2 separate regions of the Pan troglodytes genome follow, and region 2 is linked to region 1. Evidence: chromatin contacts called from public Hi-C data. All regions are on one chromosome and are shown on one strand. The core of a region is the stretch at or near the end of the contact, and the rest is flanking DNA. Distances in the headings are between cores, read along the strand shown. Region 1 holds the start of NEDD4L (NEDD4 like E3 ubiquitin protein ligase). Region 2 has its middle 95 kb from the start of MALT1-AS1.

Region 1 (6,161 bases), core at 941-3,440:
CCCAAGCAGCCCCTTTGTTTAGGAATGTCCGCGTCTCTGCAACTCAGGGCCTGCCCTCTACTGCCACTAATTAAATGGAGAAGTAGAGGATGCAAGGGAAAGCTCCTCAAAGAGAGAAGCCAGGAGGGAGAGGGGAATCCCCCCGGGTCAATGAAACAATGCTACTTTCACCTATCCCCAGGTAGTTACACAAAACGGGAAATTATTTTACAAAAGCACAGCGAGGCAAAATAAACACACAAATCACACATTATTTGCACTGTGATCATTCTTTGATCAAATAAATACATCAAGCTTTGCCTAGCACCGCTAAGAAAAAAATTCATACCCCAAACACCCTTCCCACCCCAAAATACCTTTCATTCCACACTTACGTAGCACACAGGCACACACACACACCATGCCAGGGTAGGAGAGCCGCAGAAAGCGGAGCCATAACGCGAGCTTGTCTCAGATAATAGCCTTTCTTCCGACCCCACCCCCAACACGAGAGAAAGAGGGAACCTCTGAAAAGAAAGGAGGGAGGGGAAGAAAGAGAAATCGAGAACGCCTGAATTTCCAGGCATCAACTTTTCATGAAATGCACAACCAGGATAGGAAATACCTCCCTGCTGAGTAATGCTTCTTGGGTTGTAAATTCACCTCTCGAAAGGGGAGCCAGACCTGAGTGCGCACCCCGCCAGATGGCAAACCACTCCTACCTGCTCCATCCAGCCTGCCTGTCACGCCGCGCCCGCGACAAGCGTCCCACCCCCCTTTTTGGCAGAGCAACATACCAATAAGAGCCGAGCGTGGCTGGTCGAGAGAGGACTAGGCAGTGATTTAGCAGGATTGTTTCAAAAGGGGGGAGTGGGAGACACGGAAGAGAGAGTGAAGGTAAAAACAAAGCCCTTTCCAGTGAAACCGACCGCCCGGGAGGCGTGGCTTATTCATTCGCTTTATTAATAAAAGAGATCAATTAAGCTTTCCTCTCCCCACCCACCCCGGAGGTGCCGGGCTTTGAATCCTCGGGAGGAAAAAATGGCAGGGCTGCAAGCTTCCTCCCCAAGTTTCCAGGAGCACCTGCCACCAGCCTTGAACACCTCCCCCACCGAGGCTCCGAAATCCACAATCCTGGCCGTAGACTTTGCAAAACGAGGGGAGGGACACACGCAGCGTGTCCCCCATTCCCGCCGGGATAAGCACGCACAGGCTTCTGAGCGCCTGCTGATCCACACAATCATGAGAGAGAAAGTTCCAGGGGGAAACGATCCGGCTTCTCCGCAGTCCCGGGTCTCCAGCCGCGCGACCCAGACGTGACATGCATCATGGACTCCCGGGCTGCAGGGGCGAGAGGCGGAAAGTTGCCCAACAGCCCCGGGAGACGCTGCTTGGAGAGGAAGAGGCAAGAGAGGCACGCATGCCCCCTCCCTCTCCTCCCAAAAGCGAGGAGCTGCGGAGTGAACCCCCAGCTCCAAGGGCGTCGCGCCGCTTTATTTACAAACAATGAGCTCGGCTTGCGGAGGGTGGAGGGTGCGGAAGGACCCAAGCTCCCCTGGATCCCGCTCCGGGGCGCTCCCGCTTTGGGGCTCCCCTGCAGACGCTGGGCACGAGCACCCCGGGGACGGCCCCTTTCCCCTCCCCCTGCCGGCGCGGGATAGGAACTCCCCGGGGAGTCCCGAGCAGGAAGGGGGTGCCACTCACCTCGTCTTCGGAAAGTCCATAGACCGGCTCCCCGAGCCCGGTCGCCATGGAGCCGGCGCCCCGCGCGGGGTCTGAGGCGCTCCCAGCGGCTGTGCTGCGGCGCGGACGGCCGGTTCTCCCCTCTGCCTCCAGGTCCCCCCGGTCCCGCACCCTACCCTGCGCACGCCCTGCCGGGTAAGCGGCCGGGCGCCGGCAGGTGAGGGTGCCCGAGAGCGCGCCCCGGACGCTGCCGGCACCGCTTCCTCCCGGAAGGCTGCGGGACCAGCGGGCGGGCGGCTCCCGAGAGCGCGCCGAGCACCGGGCGGCAGCCCCGGCGCCTCTCCCTGCGCGCGGCGGCGGCGCAGACCCGGCCGGGCTTTCCCTCCCCGCGACCCGCGCCTCCCTCCCGCCCCGCCGCTCTCCGCCCCTCTCCGAGCCTCCTCTGCGCTCCCGGGGACCCGGCTCGCCCGCCTCCTCGCTAGCTCCGTCCGGGCCCCCGCTCTCTCCGCCCCCTCCTCCGCCTCCTCCCACCGGCGCCGCGAGGGTACCCTCCCCGTTCGCCGGGGCGGGCGCACGCGCCCCCCAAGCCAATCACAGGCCGGGCTGGGGAGCGGGCCGCAGGCTGCGGGGGTGGCGGAGTTCAGCCCCACGCCCACCCCGGCCCGGGGCCTCCAGCGCGGCGCGGCGCGGCGGGGGTCACCCGGCCGCGGGGCGGATCCGCAGGGGCGTGTACTGGCGCGCTTGGCCGGCGCCGCCGACCCTCCCTCCTCTCCCGGGTTCCCTCCGCTTTAGGGAGGGGGCGGGCTGGACGTTTGGGGGCGATAGAGGATTTTGCGAACAATAACAAAAACGCCCTGAGCGTTTCTTCCTCCCGGTGGTCTTTTTACCGAGAGCTCTGAGCTCGCTGTTAACTGTGAAAAGGGGAAAAGATGGATGTTTCTAGACCCCTTTAAATTCTTTGCGGCCCCGACGAGCAGGACTTGTCTACATTGTCAGCTCCCGGGAGCGAGCCGCCCGGCCCGGCTGCCAGCCGAGGAGAGGCTGCCCCAGTGTGGCCGCAAGTCGCCATTGCCTGTGTCAATCTTGCAGGGAACAAAACCAACATAGCGCCCGCCCCGGTTACACACCCACCCACGCGAAAACAGACAGCATGGTTCTTCGAATAAAAAGCAGTTCATTTGTGAGCCGCAACGTGAAATATCAAACTCAAGCTTAAGGTTATCCTTTGCATATGCAAATGATCGAGACGTCTTATTAGCCACCGTAGCTAATAAGACCCACCTCCCAGCTACTGTTTCTCTAGCAAGCAGTTCATTTAATCCTTCCGATTTATAGGACTGCAAGAGAATACTTTAAATAAGTGAAAGAAATTCGTCAGTCGACTTTTTCGGAAGCCTTTCCTTAAATTTAGATGTTAAGTGCAGTTGGGAGTTCAAAAAGAAAACAGACGCAGAACATTCCATTTGCCTTTGAAAAGGAAACGTCAAAGTGCCTACTTGGGTATTACCAGGATGCATTTAGGATTTTCGTTCAAGGAAGTTAAGAGAGAACTCGCGTGACCCGAAAGAATCATATTCCTCGTTGCCAGCTACATAACTATCTGCTGTTCGTCCTGTTAGTTCGTTTTCATGCTACCTTAAGCTCTCCTTTGCCTCCCTGCAGCATGAGTGGCTTAAAACCTGTGCCGTAGAATGGGTTTCCTTTGACGACTTAGCCCCATGGAGTCAACATCCTACTCAGAAGCCTTCTCTAGAAGTCTTGAGCCATCAAGTCCACAGTACTTACAGGCCACAAAACCCCCGATGAGAACTATTTATGGAGGACTATTTAAAAGTCAGATTTCTGTCCATTCTTTCAATACTGAGGTTTTTCAACCCTTTCAAACCTCGAGTCTTTAGGCCGGGCACGGTGGCTCAAACCTGTAATCCCAGCACTTTGGGAGGCTGAGGCGGGCGGATCATAAGATCGGGAGTTCAAGACCAGCCTGGCCAATATGGTGAAACTCCATCTCTACTAAAAATACAAAAATTACCCAGGCGTGGTGGCGGGCGCCTGTAATCCCAGCTACTCGGGGAGGCTGAGGCATGAGAATCCCTTGAACCTGGGAGGCGGAGGTTGCAGTGAGCCGAGACTGCGCCACTGCACTCCAGCCTGGACCACAGAGCGAGACTCCGTCTCAAAAAAAAAAAACAAAACAAAAAAAACCGTAAAGTCTTTTGATAAACAAAAGGTACACGTGCACACTCTTTCTCTCTCTCTCTCTCTCTCACACACACACACACACACACGCATTCTCAGATGCCCTTGCCCTAGCCTGTGACCCTCATGGATGGGAGTCAGTGCTTCTCTACCTACCCTCACTAGCCAAGCCTTTGTAAAATTTGTACAGTTTATATTATAAAGGAAGAAAAGTAATTGAATAATAATGCTAGCATTTTGGGAGGCAGAGGCAGGAGGATCATTTGAGACCAGGAGTTCGAGACCAGCCTGGGCAATATAGAGAGACCCCTGTCCCTACAAAAAAAAAAAAAAAAATTAAAAATTAGCCAGGTGTGGTGGCATGGGCCCATAGTCCTAGCTACTCAGGAGGCTGAGACTAGAGGTTCACTTGAGCCCAGAAGTTCAAGGTTACAGTGAGCTATGATTGTGCCACTGCACTCCAGCCTGGATGACAGAGAAAGACCCTGTGTCTCTAAATAAATAAATACATAAATAAATAATTCTTAAAATGTGCTGATAGAAAATTATAATTTCTAATTACACACGACATGCCTTCCACATCCCGGAGGTACACAATTCCAGGCTTCGCCTTTGGGTAAGGCTATGTCATCTGGAAACTGTAGAGGGGTGTGGCAGTTTCTCTTCCTGTCTTTTATCATCTACTCCCACACACCCACCGCAACAGCCTATAGCCCTGCACTCAGGGTCATGTCCTTGTCTTTCCCTGAGGGATGGTTATTAGGAACTATAATATGAAACTTGCCATATGTCACTTATTGTGGGGTGTTTATAAAATCGTGATCCATGACATCAACATCCTCTGTGAGAAGACTAATAAACTAGACATTTATTTCAGATCTATGAAGAAAAGCTGTTTTGCTTTCAAGAAACTGGTAAGCTTTTGCATGGCAGATGACCAAAATTATTAAAACCGACTGTGTTTTTCTATCTACTTTGGCCACCAGGAAGCTCAGAACCAGTTTCATGGTCTTAAGCCATAAAAGAACGCATTAAAAAAAAATCCCTTTTGTAACTATATACCAACTTTCCCCCAGTGCTGTGGTTCTCTACTCGGCATGTACATCGCAATCACCTGGGGAGCTTTCAAATAGACTAAGTGCCCAGTAACCAGCATCAGAGGCTATGATTTAATGGATTCTGACATCAGTAGTTTCAACAGCCTCCCAGGTGATGCTAATGTGCATTTAAGGCTGAGAACATCAGCTTAGTTTCCAAATTTTACTATACGTAGAAACATTTGGGAATTTTTACTACTGCTCCTCTCTGCCTCCCACTCCCAGGCATTATGATTTAATTAGTACAGGGTGCCACGTGGGCATCAGGAGCTTTAAAAGTTCCCCAGGTGATCCTAATGCACCACTGCCAAGTTTAGAGACATCTGGCCTAGATTTATATTACTATTCTTTTTTTTTTTCTTTTTCTTTTCCTTTTTCCCCGAGAGACAAGTTCTTGCTCTGTTGTCCAGACTGGAGAACAGTGGCATGATCACAGCACACTGTACCCTCAAACTCCAGGACTCAAGTGATCCTCCCACCTCAGCCTCCCAAGTAGCTGGGACTACAGGAGCACACCACTGTACCTGGCTAAGGTTTTTTATTTTTTGTAGACATGGGGGTCTCCCTTGCCCAGGCTGGTCTCGAATTCTAGGCTTCAAGTGATCCTCCCACCTTGGCCTCCCAAAGTGTTAGGATTACAGGCATGAGCTACCGAGCCCAGCCTATATTCCTTTTCTTTATATATTTTCCACCACTCTGTTTTTTCATTCTTTTTTTTTCAACTTAGAGGAAATTACACATTATAAACACACTCAAATCTTTTGTGGAGTGAGGTAGAATGTAAACAAACATACTTAGAAGACTAGCATCATCAATCAGTTTACCCATCATCTACTCTGAAGTCTCAGATTAGTAATCCAATTTCTTTTTTTTCTTTTTCTTTTTTTTTTGAGATGGAGTCTCGCTCTGCTGCCCAGGCTGGAGTGCAGTGGCGTGATCTCAGCTCACTGCAAGCTCCGCCTCCTGGGTTCACGCCATTCTCCTGCCTCAGCCTCCCAAGCAGCTGGGACTACAGGCGCCCGCCACCACACCCGGCTAATTTTTTGTATTTTTAGTAGAGACGGGGTTTCACCTTGTTAGTCAGGATGGTCTCGATCTCCTGACCTCGTGATCCACCTACCTCGGCCTCCCAAAGTGCTGGGATTACAGACATGAGCCACCGCGCCCGGCCTAGTAATCCAATTTCTTTGGGGGTGAGGGAGG
Region 2 (5,485 bases), core at 6-2,505, 730 kb before region 1:
GTGACAGTGTGAGACCCCATCTCAAACCAAAACCAAGAAAAAAATTAGCAGACTCACCCTTCCACAAGCTTCTGAGCCTCCCAGAGTGGGAACTGGCTCAGTCTATACAGCTCCCAGCACGGCATCAGGAAAGGGTGCCATCATAAGGCATGTTATTGGAGCCAGTCTGCCTGGGTCCAAATCCAGGCCCCACCATTTACTTCCCCTGTGACCTTGAGCAAGCCAGCTAGCCCTCAGGGCTTTGATTTTCTCCTCTGTAAAACGGGGATAATAGCAGCATTTCCACTGCAAAGACCTGAATGAGTAAAATGGTTAGCACCGTGCCAGGCTCATAGCGCTCTGTAAGTATTAGCTGTTATAATTATTAGGGGTTCAAGTTCTGTCTTGCTCAGCTTTCCAGCTCATTGAAGGCTAAAGACCCAGTGCATTAATTGCTCAAAAATTTGTCGTAATTGCTTGGAACTTTTCATTTACATCCTGCAAAGATTATTTCTGCCATAACATTGCAAAGTTTTCGAATAGCCTTGTTCCCGTTTCTGAATATGGGCAGGGATCCCTTTGGGGTGCTCACTGACCACTCCCAGTTGAGCCATGGGTTCTCTCTGGGCTGTGTATGGGGAGGGCGTGGAGGGTGGCATGATGGATGTACAGAGTGGAAGCCCTCAGGACAGAGGTGCCCTGGAAAGTTCGTAAGGCACAGCGGCTGCAAAACCTCTCACGCCCACCTTAGAATTCCCAATGTACTTTCCTCAGTCTCCAGGTCTGTCTTTTCCTTATAGTGTTTCTCAGTGTCTCATTCTGTACGTGAGAAATCCCAGTAAAAATTGAGAGTGGGAACGATGCAAAATAGAACTGTGTACTTAAAAATGGTTAACATGGCAAATGTTATGTTTTACAAGAATTAAAAATAATAGTTAAAAAAGCCGCAATTATAAAAACAAAAAACTAGAGTAGGAGGGACCTAGGGACCTCTATTCATGATTTGACATCCAATTTGGAGAGGCCAGAGTCAGGGAAGCTCCCTGCCAGGATTTCAGTCCTTTTTGTTTTTCCCTGCTGGGTGGGTAGTTTTCAAAACTCCGCTAGAATCTAAACGCTTTTGCTTCCGTGCCCTGCTCCCTGCCCCAGGGGCCCCAGATGGGTATCTGGTTGACTGTTCTCAAGGCAGGGGCCTCCCTCCTAGGAGATTCGGTGGAGCTTTTTGATATTTCTCTGCCCTTTGGCAGCATCACAGGCGTGGGCATGGGAGAGGAGGGAGCCCGCCACTTGTCCTGGCCTGTTGATGCATGCCCGAGTCTGGCTGTCATCCCAGCCGCCCTGGCTGCTGTCCCTCGGTCTTCCTGAGGGCCCCCAGGCCTTCTAGGTATTGTATGGAGCCACGAGCTGGACGGGGAGGACCTGGATGTGCGTGGGAGCTCGCGGGTGGGTGAGAGCGCACCACTGCTTCCCTGCGCTGCGCAGCTGCAGGGCCCCGGGCAGGTGCAGACGGCGCTCAGACCGGGACGAACGCAAGCCTGTGCTGCCCTCTGCTGGGTACCCAGCTCCCGGCCGGCCCCGAGCTCAGAAGGCGAAGGGAGACCCAAGGCCAGGCTGGGGCCCACAAAGCCGGGGTCCTCTAAGGGGTGCATCCAGCTCCCAAGGCCCCCGTGCGGACTTTGAGCAGTCCCCGCGCGGGGGCCCCAGGGTTTCTCGCTGGGCCCATCATGCCCTCTGGGCTAGGTGGCCAGGACTGTGCTCTCTTGCCTAGGGACCAGGTGAGCTCGAACTGTCCCCATGGGGCGGCTGCGGCTCCTGCAGGCTGTGCCGTCCTGGGCTCCTTTTCCGACATTGCCACCTGCCCCATTTCCTTTCCAAAGCAGAGGTGTAGGCGCCTGCCCACTATCAGTCCCTCTTTGTTGCAAGAGGCTCTGAAGGGCCCTCCCGCCTCCAGACCATTCATTCCCGTCTGACTCTGCAGCCAGACAGATCTTTCCAGAACATTAATCTGATTCTGTCATGCCCTGGCCTGACCTCCTTCAAAGTCTGCCAATTGCCAAGAGGGTCATTACAAAACTCAGCATGAAATACAAAGGCCTTCAGATCTGGTTCCTGCTTCTCTTCCACCTTTTAACCCCCAGCATTATGGTCTCTTATGTCTGTCATCTTCCTGTCGAGACGAGAGGCCTTGCGCTCTGGAGCCACACAGCCGGAGTCCTTTCCCCGCTCTACTATTTGCTAGCTGTCTGACCTTGGCCGAGTTTCCTCTCTCTCTCTCTCTCTTTTTTTTTTTTTTAAGATGGAGTCTTGCTCTGTCGCCCAGACTGGAGTACAGTGGTGCGATCTCTGCTGGTTGTAACCTCCGCCTCCCAGGTTCAAGCAGTTCTCCTGCCTCAGCCTCCCAAGTAGCTGGGATTACAGCTGCACACTACCATGCCTGGCTAATTTTTTTGTATTTTTAGTAGAGATGGGGTTTCACCATGTTGGCCAGACTGGTCTTGAACTCTTGACCTCAGATGATCTGCCTGTCTTGGCCTCTCACAGTGCTGGGATTACAGGCGTGAGCCACCTCGCCCAGCCCCAGAGTTTCCTCTCTTGCCTCAATTTTTCATCTATAAACTGGGGATGATAACAGTAATATGCTTCATAGGGTTGTTGTTAATATTATTTGTATATAGAATATATAAATATATGCAAAGCACTTAGCATAGTATCTGGCACATAGTAGGCACTTTATAAGTGTTAGTCAAGATTATTCATTGAAAATGTGGGGTATCTCAGTATGTTGGCCAGGCTGGAGTGCAGTGGCTGTTCACAGGAGTGGTCATGGCTCACTGCAGCCTCGAACTCCTGGCCTCAAGGGATCCTCCTGCCTCAGCCTCCCTAGTAGCTGGGACTACAGGCACGTGCCACTGTACTCACTGCAACGTCTTCCCTTTGACTTCAACTTCTGTTCATCTGATGACTTGAATAGCCATTTGAGCAACCTATCCAGCAACCTCAGATCAGTTCCTCGATCTGAATCCCAGTGACCTTCACTTCCATCCAGTAGCTTGTGGTCCCAGCTACTTGGGAGGCTGAGGTGGGAGGATGTCTTGAGCTCACTGTGATTGCGCCACTGCACTTCAGCCTGGATGACGGAATAAGACTCTGTCTAAAAAAACAGAATTAGTAAAAGTGACAAAGTACAGATACAAGTAGAAATAGAGATGGCTCACCTAGGCTCTGTTTTGGCAGTTTAGAGAGGGGAAGCAGAGAAAATGGCAGACACTAGAGCAGGCAGGACTGGCTCCTTGTTAAAAAATTATTAAGAATTTAAAAACAGTGACAGCAGAACATTAAACCAGGCACAGGGTGCTGTGTGTCTGTAGAGGTCTCATGCCCACGAAGCTGGCTCTGACAGCATGCCTGTGTGCCAGTGAGAATAATTGGTCAAAATGAGGCATATTGATCATATTAGAGGGGAGATAACCAAAGAAATGAAATTTAGGAAAGACAAAAAGGAGATGGAGAGGCTGGGCGTGGTGGCTCACACCTGTAATCCGAGCACTTTGGGAGGCTGAGATGGGAGGATCACTTGAGCCCAGGAGGTTGAGACCAGCCTGGGTGACATAGCAATACCCTGTCTACAAAAATAAAAATAAATTAGCTGGGCATGGTGACATGTGCTTATAGTCCAGCTACTCGGGAGGCTGAGGTGGGAGGATTGCTTGAGCCCAGGAGGTTGAGGCTGCAGTGAGCTATGATTATACCACTGTACTCTAGGCTGGGCTAGAGAGTGAGAACCTGTCTCTAAAAGAAAATAAATAAAAGGGGATGCAACCCAGAGTCTACGTGGAGGGGTTAGACAGGAGTGACAAGTCCTCCATTGTAATAGGAAGAAAGAAAACTATCGATGCAAGAGGGTTAATAATACGCTGTGATGGCTTCAGTTTTTCAGTGACGGGTGAAGCAAGGCTCTCAGGAGTGGGAGGGTAGGAGGAGAAGGAGAATGAGGAGCTTAAGTAGAGAGAAGTGTGTGGAAGTTGGTGGGGGTTGGAGTTTTGCCAGTTGAAAGTAAAAGAGTGGATCAGGGGAGTTGGTGTTTGTGAGAGCGAATAGACGAAACAAAGAATCTGGTTAGACAAGAAAATAAGTCGAGATTTGAGTGAAATAAGAGGGGTCAAGTGTTAGCATCTTGATTCTGGTGACTTGTGATATTGAAGGGGCACTTGAGAAAGTGGGCTGAAAGATAGGGCTTTGTAATCAGAGAGGACAAAATTTAAATCCATGATTTTGGAAGAGTGTAATTTTTGTGATGACAAGGTCCAGGCTATCTCTTGGGTGGTGTATGGTTGGGTTACAAGAAGTCTCTGTGGATGAGGAAGCCAAAGAGCCGAGAGAAGAATTGTGTGGGTCATCAACGTGGAGTTGAAATTACCAGGAATGATGAGGGCGTAGGATGGAGCTAAGCTTTCAGGTCAAGTGCTAAGTCTTCACTCTTCTCTCAAGATGGGAAAATAATGCACCATTAAAATTATTTTTCTGCTAGGCACGGTGGCTTACACCTATAATCCCAGCACTTTGAGAGGCTGAGGTGGGAGAATTGCTTGAGCCCAGGAGTTTAAGACCAGCCTGGGCAATATAGCAAGACCCATCCCTACAAAAAATAAACAAAATTGGCGGGCCATAGTGGAGCATCACTTGAGCCCTGGCGGTCGAGGCTGCAGTGAGCCGTGATCAAGCCACTGCACTCCAGCCTGGGTGACAGACACCCTGTCTAAAAAAAAAATTTTTTTCTTGCAACAGCATTTCTAAGTTTTGCGAACTCCTCTCTCCTCCCACTTCGTTAGAGAGATCAAATCTCCGTGGGACTGAAGAGGGCACAGTTCTTCCTTTGAGCCAGGAGGGGGAGCAAGAGACTGCAACAGAAGGCTCTGAGTCTAAATGAAGCCTTTCGGAAGACAAAGGGGTGGATCACAAAGGAGCTCGTGGTCCCCCTCCGCCTTTCTGCATTAGTTTCCTAGGGTTGTTCTAATAAATTACCACTAGCTTGGGCCTTACAATAGTGGACATTTATCCTCTCATAGCTGGAGTGCAGTGGCTCCACCTCCTGGGTTCCAGCAATTCTCCTGCTTTAGCCTCCCAAGTAGCTGGGACTACAGGTGTGTGCCACTGCACCTGGCTAATTTTTGTATTTTTAGTAGAGATGGGGTTTCACCATGTTAGCCAGTCTGGTCTCGAACTCCTGAACTCAAGTGATCTGCCTACCTCAGCTTCCTAAAGTGCTGGGATTACAGGCGTGAGCCACCACGCCGGGGCCAATGATTTGCTTTTTTAAAAAAACAAAAACCAAACAGCCTCAGAAATTTTGAACTACTTTCTCTAAAAGAAACCAGCTTTATTGAGAAATAATTCACATGCCAGACATTCACCAATTTAGTATATTTGTAGATCATTGATCATCACAATCAATTTTAGAACATTTTTTAATCACCCTAAAAGAGTCCCCATACCCACTGGCAGTCAC

Evidence for each region. Hi-C and Micro-C count contacts between places; a contact is called where the count stands out from the background.
Region 2: a Hi-C map of stem cell-derived neural progenitor cells shows a contact between it and region 1, with 12 times the contacts expected there. The contact joins the enhancer-like site here to the promoter of NEDD4L in region 1. A contact is called at or near these places in 1 of 7 Hi-C or Micro-C datasets (stem cell-derived neural progenitor cells) and 1 of 1 datasets of contacts at active chromatin or transcription factors (stem cell-derived excitatory neurons).

The regions. Positions count from the first base shown.
Region 1 is chr17:68,099,812-68,105,972 of NHGRI_mPanTro3-v2.0_pri, reverse strand. It overlaps NEDD4L (NEDD4 like E3 ubiquitin protein ligase), which reads right to left and starts at 2,190. Exons shown (of 31, transcript XM_001140979.7): 1 at 1,684-2,190. The coding sequence starts at 1,731.
Region 2 is chr17:68,828,436-68,833,920 of NHGRI_mPanTro3-v2.0_pri, reverse strand. No RefSeq gene overlaps it. Among named protein-coding and RNA genes, the nearest start is that of MALT1-AS1, 95 kb to the right of the region's middle. Within about 2 kb of position 1,255, at least 13 of the 24 cell types and tissues checked have an H3K27ac peak or open chromatin away from gene starts, as enhancers often do. A contact at or near this core is called in stem cell-derived neural progenitor cells, where this site is marked.